Linked DNA regions of Mus musculus: region 2 is linked to region 1. The links are chromatin contacts, called in public HiChIP or PLAC-seq maps. All regions are on one chromosome and are shown on one strand. Each heading gives the region's core, a stretch centred on a gene start, on an enhancer-like site or on the middle of the called end of the contact. The rest is flanking DNA. Distances are from core to core; before and after follow the strand shown.

Region 1 (7,448 bases), core at 4,104-6,603:
AGTTTTATTGACAGCTCTGCCATGGGGTATAAAACTTAACTGACTTTAAAGATCCACAGAAAGCCATATTCCCTTTAATATTCTAACACCCTACATAACAAATGTATTCTGTAGACTTTCTGCTTTAAGAGAACACGGGCTTTCTTTTTTGCTTAAGTTTAAAACAGAAACACACGTTTTCATCTGCACAAGATATGATACCTCAGCAACTTGTGAGTGAAAGCAAATGTAGCCAGGAGGGGCGCCCCTATTATTTTTTCCCAGAACTATCAACTTTCACATGGTGTTAAAAATTGTCTCGGTTGGCTGAATCCAGACTATTCCCTTGTGCACATCTGCTCTCCTTGCCTGGGATGCGAAGGACTCTTGTGATCAGAATTTCAGGTGGTCTTAGGTCATTTTCCAGAATGTATGGGGGACCAGCGGATAGATCACACCAAGGCAGTAACTGCCCATCCAGCCCAGCGTGCTGCCCCCCACTGGAGCACAGACGGAGGGATCAAAGGACAGCATACATTCCTCACAACACATTTAATTGTGCAATCCTATACGAGAGAACTGTTTTCTCTGACCCAGACTGGTAATCAGCTTACGCCTGAGAGCATGGGGAAGGAAGGGGTCATTAATTATACAGTGAGCCAGGGTTTTATCCAGATCACTTTGGTATGGAAAACAGAATGCTAAATGCCCTGAACTGGTGTGTTTCCATAAAAGTGGAACATGCGAGGCTTTATACCGTTCCTTATTTTGAGAAGAAAGAGTGAGCCCCTAATTAGAAATATTGTTGGCAGGCTATAGAGAGAAAGAGAAAGCAGGTGGGAATGGAACTGTATTATACTAGGCTCGTGTAGAAAGTATGAGTGCGCCTGTACTACACGACTCTTCTTTTCTTTTCTTTACAAAGTATGTAGGTGTAGGGGAAGACAGAGGCCTTCTTTTCTCTCTCTCTCTCTCTCTCTTTCTCTCTCTCCCTTCCCTTCCCTTCCCTTCCCTTCCCTTCCCTTCCCTTCCCTTCCCTTCCCTTCCCTTCCCTTCCCTTCCCTTCCCTTCCCTTCCCTTCCCTCCCTCTCTCTCCTCCCTCTCTCTCCTCCCTCTCTCTCTCTCTCTCTCTCTCTCTTTCTTTCTTTCTTTGTCTTGTTTTGTTTTTCTCTCTCTTTCTTTCTTTGTCTTGTTTTGTTTTAAAGCTGTCACAGTGAACAATGGAGTTTCAACCTTCTTTACCCCCAAGCAAACTGAGAACCTTCCCATAAGAATCAGGGGAGGGGGAGAAGCAGGAGGGGAATGCCTTCCAGTGTCTTGTCCTGAACTCCTGCAAACTTGGAATGAGTGGCCGCTTGCCACAAAGGAGACAGGGAAGGACTCTGACCTCACAAGGGGCAGCCCCAATTGTGGCGGATGCCAACAAGGTCATAGAGTCTGGGGACAGGCTGGCTCAGGCTGGTGGAGCAGGAGAGATGATGACACTGCATTTGTCAGTTTCCATCTGTCCACGCAGCTGTCCTGTGGCCTGTCCTGTCTTGGTGGAAGTGGCCTTACTTAGGGGTCAGGGCCTTGTTCTGAAGCTTAATGCATTAAACACTGCATATCCTTAGGTGGAAAATTGGTCCGTATATTTCTTCTTCCATAAAACAAGGCTAATAAAATCCATCCTGACACACTGCTCTGAGGAAAAGATAAGATTGTTTTGCAGAAGCCCTGGTACGGTGTACACCCTGGATCACTGTTAGCGCCTAAGGTTGTCGTGAGCCAGTGGCCATCTTTCCATGATAGTTCCCAGGTTCTGAGTGTCACCTACACCCAAATAAAACCTGCCTATCATGACCTACTTTCTTAGACCTCTGCCTTCACCTCTGTGAGATGACAAATGGCTGGGACAAAAAGTGTTCCCCCACCCCCACCCCAGGGCTTCCATTTTATTCTCTCTGAGGACAAATATACTGCTTTCACATACATTCTTTCTTCCCGTGATTTCCTGATTTGGCATCAGAATCAAGAGGCAATTAGAAGAGAACTCCAAGGTAGAAGAAAGGAGGAGTTTGCAGAGAGGTAAGAGCAGTGGGCCGGAGTTAGCATAAAGGAAAGGAGTGTCTGTGGATGCAAGCAAGAGCTGAGAGAGGAAGCAGACATTCAAACCAGGAAGGGATGAGGGGCTTGACATCTAAGACTATTGGACAAGAATGCCGTGTGTGTGTGTGTGTGTGTGTGTGTGTGTGTGTGTGTGTGTGTGTGTTATCCCAGAAATTTCTTCACTGGGGTTTGCAACTGAACACGCTCTGGCTAACTCCCATGCACAAATGTGTTTGTGAAGGCTGTCCTTGCTGGCTGGTGCTCTCCTACCTCACCTGTGTTTGCAATTTGCATTGAGATAAACTATCTCGCTATCTAATGCACCATAAGATTTGCAGTGTTTCGTATCAGAAGGAAGATACTCCATAGTTATCAAACCATGAGACCAGTCTGTACATCCTGTGTGTGTGTGTGGCATGAGCTGGGGCTAAGGCCTCTTCACTGTGGAAAGTTGTGCCAGGAGACAGAGAGCTAGAGGGGAAAGCAAGCTGCTTTCTGACTGCCTCAAGGGCTGCACCCTGTGAGAGTGTAGCTGCATCCTGTGAGAGTGTAGCTGAGAATATAGTTTTCCACTGGCCCAGGGTCTTTTGTTCAGCTGCAGGGTATCATGCTCAGAGCCCGGCATGTGGAGCTGTGCCCTTCATGAGATCATTCTGTGGCTCCTTTCAATGACTTAGATTTACAGGGAGCTCAGAGGATCACGCTAATACATTTAAAGTGTCCCAAGCACTGAGGACACTGGTGGCCTCCCTCCCTTCATGGAGTCAAAAATAAACACGATGCCAGATCACACAGGAAGTAGCACAATCCAGGGGCTTGGTTTATTTTTACTTTTTATTTATTAAAAACTATTAATTGCTTGGCTACTCACAACTGAAATATCAAATGGATAACTTAGAAAAAGTTTTGGGGACCCTGGGCGGTTGTTGCTCTAAGAATGTGCTTAGTCTGGTCACTACTGAACTCATAGCAGGGTAATTGACAAGGGCAAGAGAAAACAGGTGGCCGAAGAAGGCAAATGTGTGTGAGAAAGTGACCTCAGTAGGTGAAGGCTAGGTGGAAGTCATTAGGATTCTAAAACTCCACCAGATAACCTGGACCATGTGTACTTTGGCATATCTGGTAGCACCAAGACATTTTGATTTATGCCAGTCTTTAAGCTGATCTCTGATAAGAGCAGTGTTTGGAAGTTATCTGGCATGATTACTGACACATGAAGAGAGTTTTAAGTTGTGCACGCTTTTTACACACACCAGAGTTCAGAAGTTGCTACCATAATCTGCCTGAAAGCAGTGAAGTCTTTGCTATTATTACTCGACATGCACTATTACTCGGCATGGACTCGACAGCACGACTTACATACCCTCCGCACGGAATAAGATCCCTTCATTCACACCAGTTGAGGGGTGGAACAGGAGAGTCCTGTAAAAGCAAACGAGGGAACTTCCTTCCCGGTTAACAGGGGCTTTTTGGAGATAGGATTTCTTGACTCAGAAGATCAAAGCCTACAACCTTGGTTTTATTACTTGACTTTTTGTAGGGGGTAAGGGAGAGGCCTCATTGGCACCATAAAGAACACATCATAAAAACGATTTCTTTTCATTGAGTACTTATTCTTTATGGGTCAGGGATATCTGTAGCCCCCTTCTGTAAAATCTGCCAAGAAATACTTTTTATTTTTCCCTGACTGTCAGAAGCACCGCTGAATCCTCCCTAGACTGAATTGTCAGGATGATTTTTTCCTTTTATATGACCAACACTTAACATAGTGATTATACCACGTAATAGATGCTCAGTAAATTCTCTGGACCGATCCATACAGTGAATAAATGAATGGATGAATGAATGAATGATGTGGGATGAACGTACTTCACTGATTCAAGTTTTCTAAATTTGGCTAAGCTGGGAGAACTAGAAATACTCCTGGAATTTTAACTCCTAAGTTGCTACCTGTCAACAATCACTTGCACCCCAAAGGTTGCATCTTCTGAAGGGCTTTAGACAATGTGTCAAAAAGCCCTTGGAAGGTCACTTTATAGATCTGTCCTACCTATAAGTGGAGTGTAGAAGAAACAGAAAGCATTTGGTAATTTCTTGGAAGCTTTCTTTATGAGGCAAGGTTTTCAATGGCAGCAACTAAGAGGCTGAGCTCCTAGCCACATTTTTCTTTTTTCCTAAAAGTGTTTTGGAGGAAAAAAGGAGGAGGAGGAGGGTGGGGGCACTGGGATGGGGAGAAAGGGGGAGGGGAAGGGGAAGGGTGAGGAGAATGAGGGGGAAGGAGAAGGAAGAGAAGAGTAGAGGAAGAAGAGGAAGAAGGAGGAGGAGGAAGAGGAGAAGAAGGAGGAGGAGGAGAAGAAGAAGAAAAAGAAGGAGAAGGAGAAGGAGAAGGAGAAGGAGAAGGAGAAGAAGAAGAAGAAGAAGAAGAAGAAGAAGAAGAAGAAGAAGAAGAAGAAGAAGAAGAAGAGAAAGAAAGAAAGAAAGAAAGAAAGAAAGAAAGGAAGAAAGGAAGGAAGGAAGGAAGGAAGAAAGAAAGAAAGAAAGAAAGAAAGAAAGAAAGAAAGAAAGAAAGAAAGAAAGGAAGGAAGGAAGGAAGGAAGGAAGGAAGGAAGGAAGAAAGGAAGGAAGAAAGAAGAAGAAAGAAATGCAGATATGTACCAGGTCTCATGATTCTGGCCACCACAGCTCTGCAGCTATCATTAGCTCTGTTAAGCTGCTCCACAGTTCTGCAATTCCACAATGCACAAATGTTGCCCATTTTCTTCATAGCGCCAGATCTGGTAAAAGGCATCCCAGTGCCACTTTGGGCAGATCTGTAGCTTCCAACTGGCAATCAGCAGAGTTCTTTAGGGAAAGAGAGTTGCAGTTTCTACCTCACACCTTGGTACATTAATAACATTAATTTCACTCAGCCTTTGTAATCAGAGAGTCCCACCTACAGACATTTATTTGAAGATGTCTGGGGGCCCACACAAGAAGGAGCATAGTAATAATACTTCTTCTAAAGAAGACTGCTCCACGGAGAAGGTAGAGATTGAAGAGCAATAATTACACCTGAAATGTTAATAACTGGATGGCTTTTCTGAATCCTTACAAGTATTTACATTTAAAAAGATAAAATTGCTTGAAAAATTAGATGAAGAATAAGAGCAGTTTCAGTGAAAAAAAACGGGCAATTTTCTTTTTTGTTGTTGCTGTTGCTGGCTGGTTCCCTCAGCAACTGGAGTCTTTGTAAGCCTGGAAACTGAAGGGACCCATTATTATGCAAAGCACCCTGGGACAAATGGCCTTGTAAGTCCTCAGATGGGAGGGGATTTCTTAAAAAAAAAAAAAGGATGCAGAAGAAGGAAGGGGGAAAGGATGCAAGAGTGAAGCCTTCGGTGTTTGGGCTTTTCATTGTGAGCCCTTGCTGCACTGCAGAAATTATTCTGCAGCGGAGTATCCACTGCGTGAAGAGAAAGAAAAGACATAGTCATAGTAATAAACCCTGAATCTCAGGCTAGGGTAATGGATTAGAACATTTAACAATTTTAGACATATTTATCTTTACAAAGATCACATAGTAAATATCAGCCACAGAGTTTAGGAGAGTAGAGAGAAAAACGTCAAACTAGTGTATTAAATTACGAGTGAATGATTTTGTTCTCTCTCTCTCTCTCTCTCTCTCTCTCTCTCTCTCTCTCTCTCTCTCTCTCTCTCTCTCTCTCTCTCTCTTTCCCCCACACCCCAAGGAGAGGTTCCTGGAGAATCACCACTCCCTCTTGCTCTTTTTCCCCTGAACCCTTTGCCAGAGCCCAGCTGCTCTTGCCCCAGTGCATTGTCCCTTGTCCCTTGCCTCAGTTGGACTGATGTGAGCCAGGCTAAGAGGGAAGTGAGGTGTTTTATGGGTATGCAAGTCTCCAATTCCATTAGGAGAACATTTCAAAGTGTCCGATGATATTACTCCACTGGTATCTGTAGCAGTGATCTTGGAGAACAGAACAAAATGGCCACCAGAAAGTAGAGAAAGGCAAACAAACAATTAACTGTCAAGAGTTCTAGACATGAATGGGAATAGAATAATAAAGTCCTGTGGACCTACCACTTGATTGGCACTTCTCAGTTCTTTCACTTTGTGTTTCCTGCTGCTCAAGGCACATCCAATTTCGGTCTGACGTTTTGAAGCAGGTGCCAGATATCATCTTGCTTCATCTCCCCAAGTTTAGGTATATCTTTATAAGAATTTTATTTATTAATATAAAAAAAATCAATTAAATCCCAATCAAGAATAATTTCTCCGTGTGTCAAATAGCCAAGACTCATGTAAGTCAGTTTTTCATAAATGACATTTTTGGATTTATTTTATATTTTACTTAAATCAGTATTTAAGTGGGCCCATTTAAAGCAACAGATTTTTAGAATTTCTTTTTTTTTAATTTTTTTATTAGGTATTTTCTTCATTTACATTTCCAATACTATCCCAAAAGTCCCCCATACCCCCCCCCCCACTCCCCTACCCACACCCACTCCCACTTCTTGGCCCTGGCGTTCCCCTGTACTGGGGCATATAAAGTTTGCATGACCAATGGGCCTTCCTTTCCACTGATAGCTGACTAGGCCATCTTCTGATACATATGCAGCTAGAGACATGAGCTCCAGGGGTACTGGTTAGTTCATTTTGTTGTTCCACCTATAGGGTTGCAGATCACTTTAGCTCCTTGGATACTTTCTCTAGCTCCTCCATTGGGGGCCCTGTGATCCATCCAATAGCTGCCTGTGAGCATCCACTTCTGTGTTTGCTAGGCCCTGGCATAGTCTCACAAGAGACAGCTATATCAGGGTCCTTTCAGCAAATTCTTGCTAGTGTATGCAATGGTGTCTGCGTTTGGCAGCTGTTTATGGGATGGATCCCCGGATATGGTAGTCTCTAGATGGTTCATTCTTTTATCTCAGCTCCAAACTTTTTCTCTGTAACTCCTTCCATGGGTGTTTTGTTCCCAGTTCTAAGAAGGGGCAAAGTGTCCACACTTTGGTCTTGGTTCTTCTTGAGTTTCATGTGCTTTGTATCTTGTATCTTGGATATTCTAAGTTTCTGGGCTAATATCCAGTGAATATTAGCCCAGAAACTTAGAATAGAATTTCTTTTATATTTTGTTTCTTTTCTACTTTTCTTTTTCTTTCATTCTCTTTTATTTTCTGCTTCTTCTTCTTGTTGAAAAGAAAGCTCTGTCATTTCATGTGTTTGAGCAGTTTTTCCTTCCTTCTATGTAGTATATATTTGGATTTTGTTTGTGTATCAGTAGTTAGGCCAAGAGTTTTGATCAGATTTATGCTTGATTTGGTTTTTCCAAGACCAACTTACAGATAGGCTATTCTACTAGAAGGCAAAACATATCTGATTGTCT
Region 2 (7,231 bases), core at 1,478-3,977, 460 kb after region 1:
AGATGATTTAATGCTCATGATGTAACATTTCAAGAAAAAGGGTTATAAATATATGTCCAATTCAAACAAAATTAATTATGCAAGGATGTGTATCTTAATAAATAACTCATTTCAGGTGTGAACTATACATGGCAAATTTCCAAAAGGAGGGAGAATAAAATGGAATGTAATTTAAATAAGCATTGCTATGATTTTGTTGATAGGAGGAAAGCAGATACGTTAAACATTTGAACATAGTGTTCTAAGAAGTTCTCATTTTAATAACCCACAACAGAAACTCGGTGCTGTTGGTGATGGGTATTATTCAAGGTTATGTTTTTTAAAAAAGTACTTTTATTACAATTAAATAAAAAAAAGATTTATTATATAGTCTTCCTTCATCTCATTTCACTCAACCTTAAGCATTTTAGTTATCTATGAGATCCTGCTAATTAACAACAAAAGAAACAGTTGGGTGTGGTGGCACACGCCTTTGATCCCAGCACTTGGGAGGCAGAGGCAGGCGGATTTCTGAGTTCAATGCCAGCCTGGTCTACAAAGTGAGTTCCAGGACAGCCAGGGCTACACAGAGAAACCCTGTCTCGAAAAACCAAAAACTAACAAACAAAAAAAAACAAAGAAACAACAAAAGAAACTATAATCAAAAACAAATAGACAACATAAACCAAATATCCTTCTCTGTTTTATTTTCTTGACAATAATTATATATAATTTATATTTAAGTTATATATTTCTCTTTATTGCCTCTAATACCCACGTTTTGTTAGAATTTAATAGTTAATTTTAAAGAGCACATAATAGAAAAAATTCTTCTAAGAATTAAAAGTTGTTGGGGTGTGTGTGTGTGTGAATTTGTGTGAGAGGAGAGGAGAGAGGAGGGAGGAGACAGGAGAGGAGGAGAGGGGATATTGTTTGACATGGCCATGGCTTAGTCAAGGGCCTCAGTACCTCATCCCCATGGGTGTGGCAATGCTTTCCACAGGTTAGACTCAGGGAAATTGCAAAGCCTTCCCTCCTGGTCTGAGTGTGAATACTGCTAGTGTGTGCAGAAAATGTTCACCCAGGCTGCTTTCTCCTCCAGGATGTTAATGGCCTGAAGACTTCTACCCTACAGAGACTGCTCCTACCAAGATTAGCTGAATCTTTCCCATTGATTTAGTTACACATAGCCTTGCCTCCTTAATTAGTTGTATATAATAGTCGCTCCTCCTTGTTCAGCTGTATATAATAAACAGGCTTAGCTTGCTAGTCCTGAACTTTTTCCAACAGAGAGCCTATTACACCCCATCAGTTCTTCTATATATCTTGTCTTCATTTCTCCAATCACATTGATTCCTGAAGTAGTCCAAGGATGTGGCATGTTATAATGAAAAATTAAATATAGAATGAATAGCCAAGACTTGGGATTGCAGACATAGCTTCAGCCAACAGAGTGCTTACTGTGCAAGCCCCTACACCTGAATTCATATCCCCAGCAACGATCTAAAGAACTGAGTATGACAATGTATGCCTATGATCTCATCAGTGAGGGATGGTATGGAGATGGAGACAGGAGGACCCTTAGGTCTCCCTGGGTAGCTAGTCTTAAATGAGTGAACTCCAGTTTCAGTGAGAGGTTCTACCCCCAAAATAAAGTAGAATGCAATTGAGAAAGAAATCCAACATTGATCATCCACGTGTGGAGGCACAACCACAAACACATGAACACATACCTACAACCCCATACCACCACACAAAATCCAAGCATACAGATAGTCGTTCTTTTATTAGCAAGATAATCTGTTGGTTCCTGTAAAATATACAAAGTGGGAAATCTTAATAATTATAAGCTGTGGATCTGTTCATTATTCTCATTCTATTTCGCTTAGCTTGCCATATGACTTAATTGCAAGAGTGGTCTCCTAGTGACTACTCATGTTCATTGTCCCTCACAACTCATTAAATGACAATCTTGAATTCACCTGTGAGTAATTGGGACAGCTCCTCTGGTCTGCTTCTGTCCCCTTTATCAGCAAGTGGAAACCAGGAGTGTTTCCCAACAGAGTTGTCCTGCACTAACCAAGTCCCATGTGCTCAGGACAGACACAGTCAGTTCCCTCAGTGTTGCTATTCCCTAGGCTTCTGTCTGCAAATCAAAAATACTTATGATGGGGTTAGTGGAGAATTTTTCTTGCATTAATTTTAAAAATTCTAAAACTCAAGGAAGCAAAGCCAATTCTGACGCAGGCTAGCGTTGAAAGGAGAAATCAAATGTGTGGTGAGTGCAGACGAATAGAAACTAGCAGTACACATTCTTCCTATCACATTGCTAAGTATGAACAATTGAAATAGTACTTCAGGAGTTCCAGGCTGTGGACTATTTGTTATCTAATAACGTTTGAACCGCATAAATTAAACAATGAGAAACAAATACATAAAAGCATGCAAACTATTTAGCAGTAGTCATTTGAAATCCTTCCATGCCTGTAAAGTATCTAGATTGTGTACTACTCTCTGCTGATGCTTATTTTAATTCATAAAAAACTCTGTTTAAATCAGTGTGCAAGTGGCAGCCTCGGATGGAAAGGGCAAGGGCAAGTGAATGCACTGAATAAACCCCAAATATGACTTCTAAAGGCAGACAATATAAAAGCTATAATCTTAGTGTAAGCCTCGTGGTCTTTAAACATAGTGATTAGGAGACAGCTGCTGGGAACACGGCCTTGCTATTGGGTAACCTTAATTGCCCTGGAATATTTCCTGACACTCCCCAAAATATGCCCCATCGCTAATAATTCATTCACATTTCAACACCATTATTAGCTACTAATTCAACCAATCAAGATAAAGACAACGAATGGATGACCTTGAGCAATTACTCACTCGGGTGAATGGGATTTATTTTGTGCTTTTCAAAGACGTAACTGCTTTCTCGCTATTGTGAATAGCTCTCCAAAATCAGACAAACGCAGACAAGAGGAAAAAAAAGAAAAAAAAAAAAACTGTGGCATAAATCTAAGGTTCCTTTTCTGATGTTCTTAAAAGAATCGTGATAAAACCTACCCAGGCATTATAATCTCTAAAGGGAACAAGGCAGGGTTTTAAATCCAAGCCAAAGAAACAATAAAACAAAACAAAACAACAAACAAAAAAAAAAACCATCCATATTTTCTTTGTAATTAACAGAGACAATTCAGTCATGGCTAGTCAATATACATTCAAACCCTTATTTCTTTTTCCTTTTGTTTTTTCCTTTCAACCCATGAGAACATTTAAGAATCACACAAATTTGGAGCCAGAGAAAACATTCACTTCACAAAGCGAAATGGAGTGTTCAATGGACAGCTCCCTAGGAGGCTTCTTCTGTTAAATATTTTAAACAAGATGTGCCAGGTTACCACTCCCTCCCTGTCATTCTCTATTTATTTCTCTAGAAATCTGAAATTTTAAAGAAATGTACTCTGGGCCTTTTCTAACATGCAGTGCCTTAAGAGGAACCCCAGAAAAGCATGCTTTGTGTCTGCTCAGACAGAAGACAGCAGACACTTCTAGTTGATCTATTTGCCAACCAGGGGGAGTGGGAATGGGTCTAACTGCAAACCAAGGCAGAGGAAGTCATAAGGGACACAGGCCAGCCCATACTGTCTCTGTTCACCCTGTCTGCTGCATGTGTGCTGGAGCACAGCCTGGTTTGGTGTGATCTGGTTACAGATGTCAGGGAAACTGTGGAAAGATGAACTCAGCAGCAGCATTCCAGATGAGAACATTTAAGCATTTTTTTTCCCTCACTGTCTGGAAAATCCTAGCGTAAGAACGAGAAAATGTAGCCTAAGTTGATATAAAATCCAAAACAGAAAAAGTGAATTTGAATTCCTTTGAGGATAAACTTTATAAGACACAAAAACATGCATCACGTGGAGGAAAAGAGCAGAATATGATTCTGTGTAAATACCACCCCCATACATTGCGTCCTTAAAGCTGGCTTTGTTCTTTCCAGATGTCACTGTCCTCCTTAACTTTTTCTCTTTGTATGAAATGAGTGTAGTTAAATTATGAATACTTTGCTCTCTCCAGGGTTACAGGGAAAGTGGGACGACAATTATTTCCAGTGAGTCGAACCCCTCTTCCACTCCAGGATGAGGTTGCCAAAGCTGTTCAATAGGAGAACGTCAGCCAACAAAACATTAGTTATGTAAACACCCCCTTCATACACCCAATAAATTAATAAAAAATACACAAAATAGAGGCCATACTCCAAACCTTTCCCCCTTATACGTTGGCTTCAAACCTTCATTTGTTTGGGAGAAGCACTTCATTGAACTGTGGAAGTTTTTAGAATATCTATTGTATTTTAGAGAGAGAAGGACAAGGAAAAGAATATCCTGTGATCAAAACAACACTCCTACCTATCTTTAAAAGATAAAGCTGCTGGGTGTTGGTGGCACTCACCTTTAATCCCAGCACTTGGGAGGCAGAGGCAGGCGGATTTCTGAGTTCAATGCCAGCCTGGTCTACAAAGTGAGTTCCAGGACAGCCAGGGCTACACAGAGAAACCCTGTCTCGAAAAAACAAACAAACAAAAACAAAAACAAAAACAAAACAAAACAAAAACCAACCAAACACACAAACAAAAGATAAAACTACAGAAAGACTAGCAGGCAGAACATAGGGATATAAGGGAGAATACGAGAAACATTCAGACAACAAACTTAGATCAGATGTCCTCAAAATGAACATGACCAGGTAAATGAATAAAAAAATTACTAATGAATTTAGTGGTTCCAAATCAACACACACAGAACTCAGAATGATCATGTACCACTAGGGAATTGCCTTAAGTACTAGCATGGCTCCAAGGTCATTCTCTGAAATATAGAGTGGAGAAAGACAATGGCTGGCTCTGCCTGTCTGTCTGCATGCAATCTGGGAATGCCTTTTTATGCTTGCCCTCCCTCTGGCCTCATTTCTCTTTGGCATTTGCATTCCCTGGCAGGTGGAATCTCCCATTACTGACTGTCTCTGAACTCTGTAGTAGGAATACATTTCAGACCCAAATTGTATATTATAATTTTAGAGCTCACCAAATCTCCTCTCCAAACAACATTAGCTATTTGGTGTCCCCTTGCTTTGGGCAAAAATATGACTACATCAGTAAAGATTCTGAGCAGATAAATTACTGTCAAATATCCAACTCCTGCAAAATTGCATTCTGATGAGAGGAAGGTAAATTAACAATACTCACGTTGATTAAATATCTTTGAAAATACACTTTAAAATGACTGGTAAAGCTAAGCAAGGCCTTTGTCGAAACCAATTTTGAGTCAAATATTAACCATAACTCTACAAGCTCTGAGATTCCCTGGGACATGTTTAAATAGGTACAGTGTTGAGTTCCACAATTGATTTCTACTTTAAGCTATTTCCAAAGGCGTTTATACAGAGGATGATCTTATTAAAAGAAATGAACCCACTGCAATTATACTTATATTTGCATAATAAAATATTAATTTTCAAATAAAGGTCAGTTCTGGGTATAAATATGCCAACTCAAAATACCACCCATATGAAGCACTTAATATTTCCAATATGATTTATGGTATAAGAATCAAAGAAGTTTCTAGATTAAATTACTCAGTCTATGGCTACTTTTTGTCAATAATATCAAGTTCAGGTTATATATTTTAGCTGGTTACTGCTTTACCTAATACATTCATGAAGTTCTATTCACTCACATCCTAATTTATCTGGAAAATAATATGGCACAGACAATTAGGTCTATTCTTGTCTTAAGTAATGGTTCTGCTGTGTTGTGCCATTTACCACCTGGATGGAAATACCAGACTGCGTTCCTTTCAAAAGAGTCTCTGGAGAGGTACTTGATATTTCTGGCTTATTATTAGCATTTTATGATTACTAGCATCATCATCACCATTATTTTAACCTTCACATTTCTAAATATTTCAAGACAAAATTGATTAAATTAAATAACATCTGATTATCCTTAATGTTTCTCATGTTACTTTGATTTATATGAATCTGTGTGTGTCTGTGTATGGGTTTGAGCACATGTGAATGAAACTGCCCAGCGTCTCCAGAAGAGGGCATGGGGTCTCCTAGAACTGAAGTTACAGGCAGTTGGGAGCCAGTGACATGCATGAGTGCTGGAAAGCCAGCTTGTCCTCTGGAAGAGCAGCCAGAGCTCTTAATTCCTGAGCCCTCTCTCTAGCCTCCACGCCAAGCCAACTAACTTATAATTTTCCTTTTCAGAAACTCTGAAATTTGTCAGCAAAAGTTTTCGGGTCTAGCTTAGTCGGCACAGTCAAGGGTTTCCCACATTTTGTTTATGATGTTATTGCAACCTTTGGTTGGTTGCACATTTCCCAATCTTTTCTAAAAAGCAGAATCTTACAAACTACATGGTCTTAAGTTATATACATTTTGAGAAAATTGGAGACACTTAAAGGGAATGCTATATGATATGAAACCCACAATTTGGCTGTACAGAATTATTTTTATTGCCATTGTAAAAGTGTAAAGTAAGAATAAACTGGAATACAGCTGGTATGGGAACCAGTGAGCTGAAGAGCTTTAAAGAAAACATGTCTGATGACACCATTACCATTTAACATGAAAGATCCTGCTACCACTGAAAATTCACCTTGGCTGACCAACCTTTCTAACACAAAATGCAAAGAAATGTTTAGGTGATTTGTCTCATGAAAGATTTAATTGGAAATTAAAGCCTAGATCCATTTGTTAATTTCATTCTCTAAGTAAATCACCTGGCAATACTTAGCCTTTGTTGCCACGTCCATTCACTCCTACCTTTATTTGACCTCAAGACTTAGACTGCATCCTGCAGATTATAGAATGTTCTGGATGCTACAAACTCATCAAGCTCACTCTCATCTGTGATCTGTGAAGAACTGGAGACACCAGAGTGCTCTCTTTCTTATATGCCTACTAATACTATAGCATAGAATCAGTTATTACCTAAAATACCTATACTAAAATTAAATTTGTTTTGAAGCCTAGTGATTGGGGAGACGGCTCAGTAGTTGTTTTGGTTTGGGTTTTACTGCTGTGAACAGATACCATGACCAAGGCAAGTCTTATAAAAAACAACATTTCCTTGGGGCTGGCTTACAGGTTCAGGGGTTCAGTCCATTATCATCAAGGTGAGAGCATGGCAGTATTCAGGCAGGCATGGCACAGGCAGAGCTGAGAGCTCTGTCTTCATCCAAAGGCTGCT

Evidence for each region. HiChIP or PLAC-seq counts read pairs in DNA pulled down with a chosen protein or histone mark.
Region 2: an H3K4me3 HiChIP or PLAC-seq map of embryonic basal ganglia shows a contact between it and region 1, with 4 times the contacts expected there. The contact joins two enhancer-like sites. A contact is called at or near these places in 2 of 39 promoter capture datasets (cranial neural crest and pre-B cells) and 1 of 115 datasets of contacts at active chromatin or transcription factors (embryonic basal ganglia).

The regions. Positions count from the first base shown.
Region 1 is chr1:137,373,423-137,380,870 of GRCm38.p6, forward strand. No RefSeq gene overlaps it. Among named protein-coding and RNA genes, the nearest start is that of Gm34244, 24 kb to the left of the region's middle. RefSeq lists an enhancer at 4,731-6,060. Within about 2 kb of position 5,354, at least 40 of the 459 cell types and tissues checked have an H3K27ac peak or open chromatin away from gene starts, as enhancers often do. A contact at or near this core is called in embryonic basal ganglia, where this site is marked.
Region 2 is chr1:137,835,789-137,843,019 of GRCm38.p6, forward strand. No RefSeq gene overlaps it. Among named protein-coding and RNA genes, the nearest start is that of Gm4258, 59 kb to the right of the region's middle. Within about 2 kb of position 2,728, at least 17 of the 459 cell types and tissues checked have an H3K27ac peak or open chromatin away from gene starts, as enhancers often do. A contact at or near this core is called in embryonic basal ganglia, where this site is marked.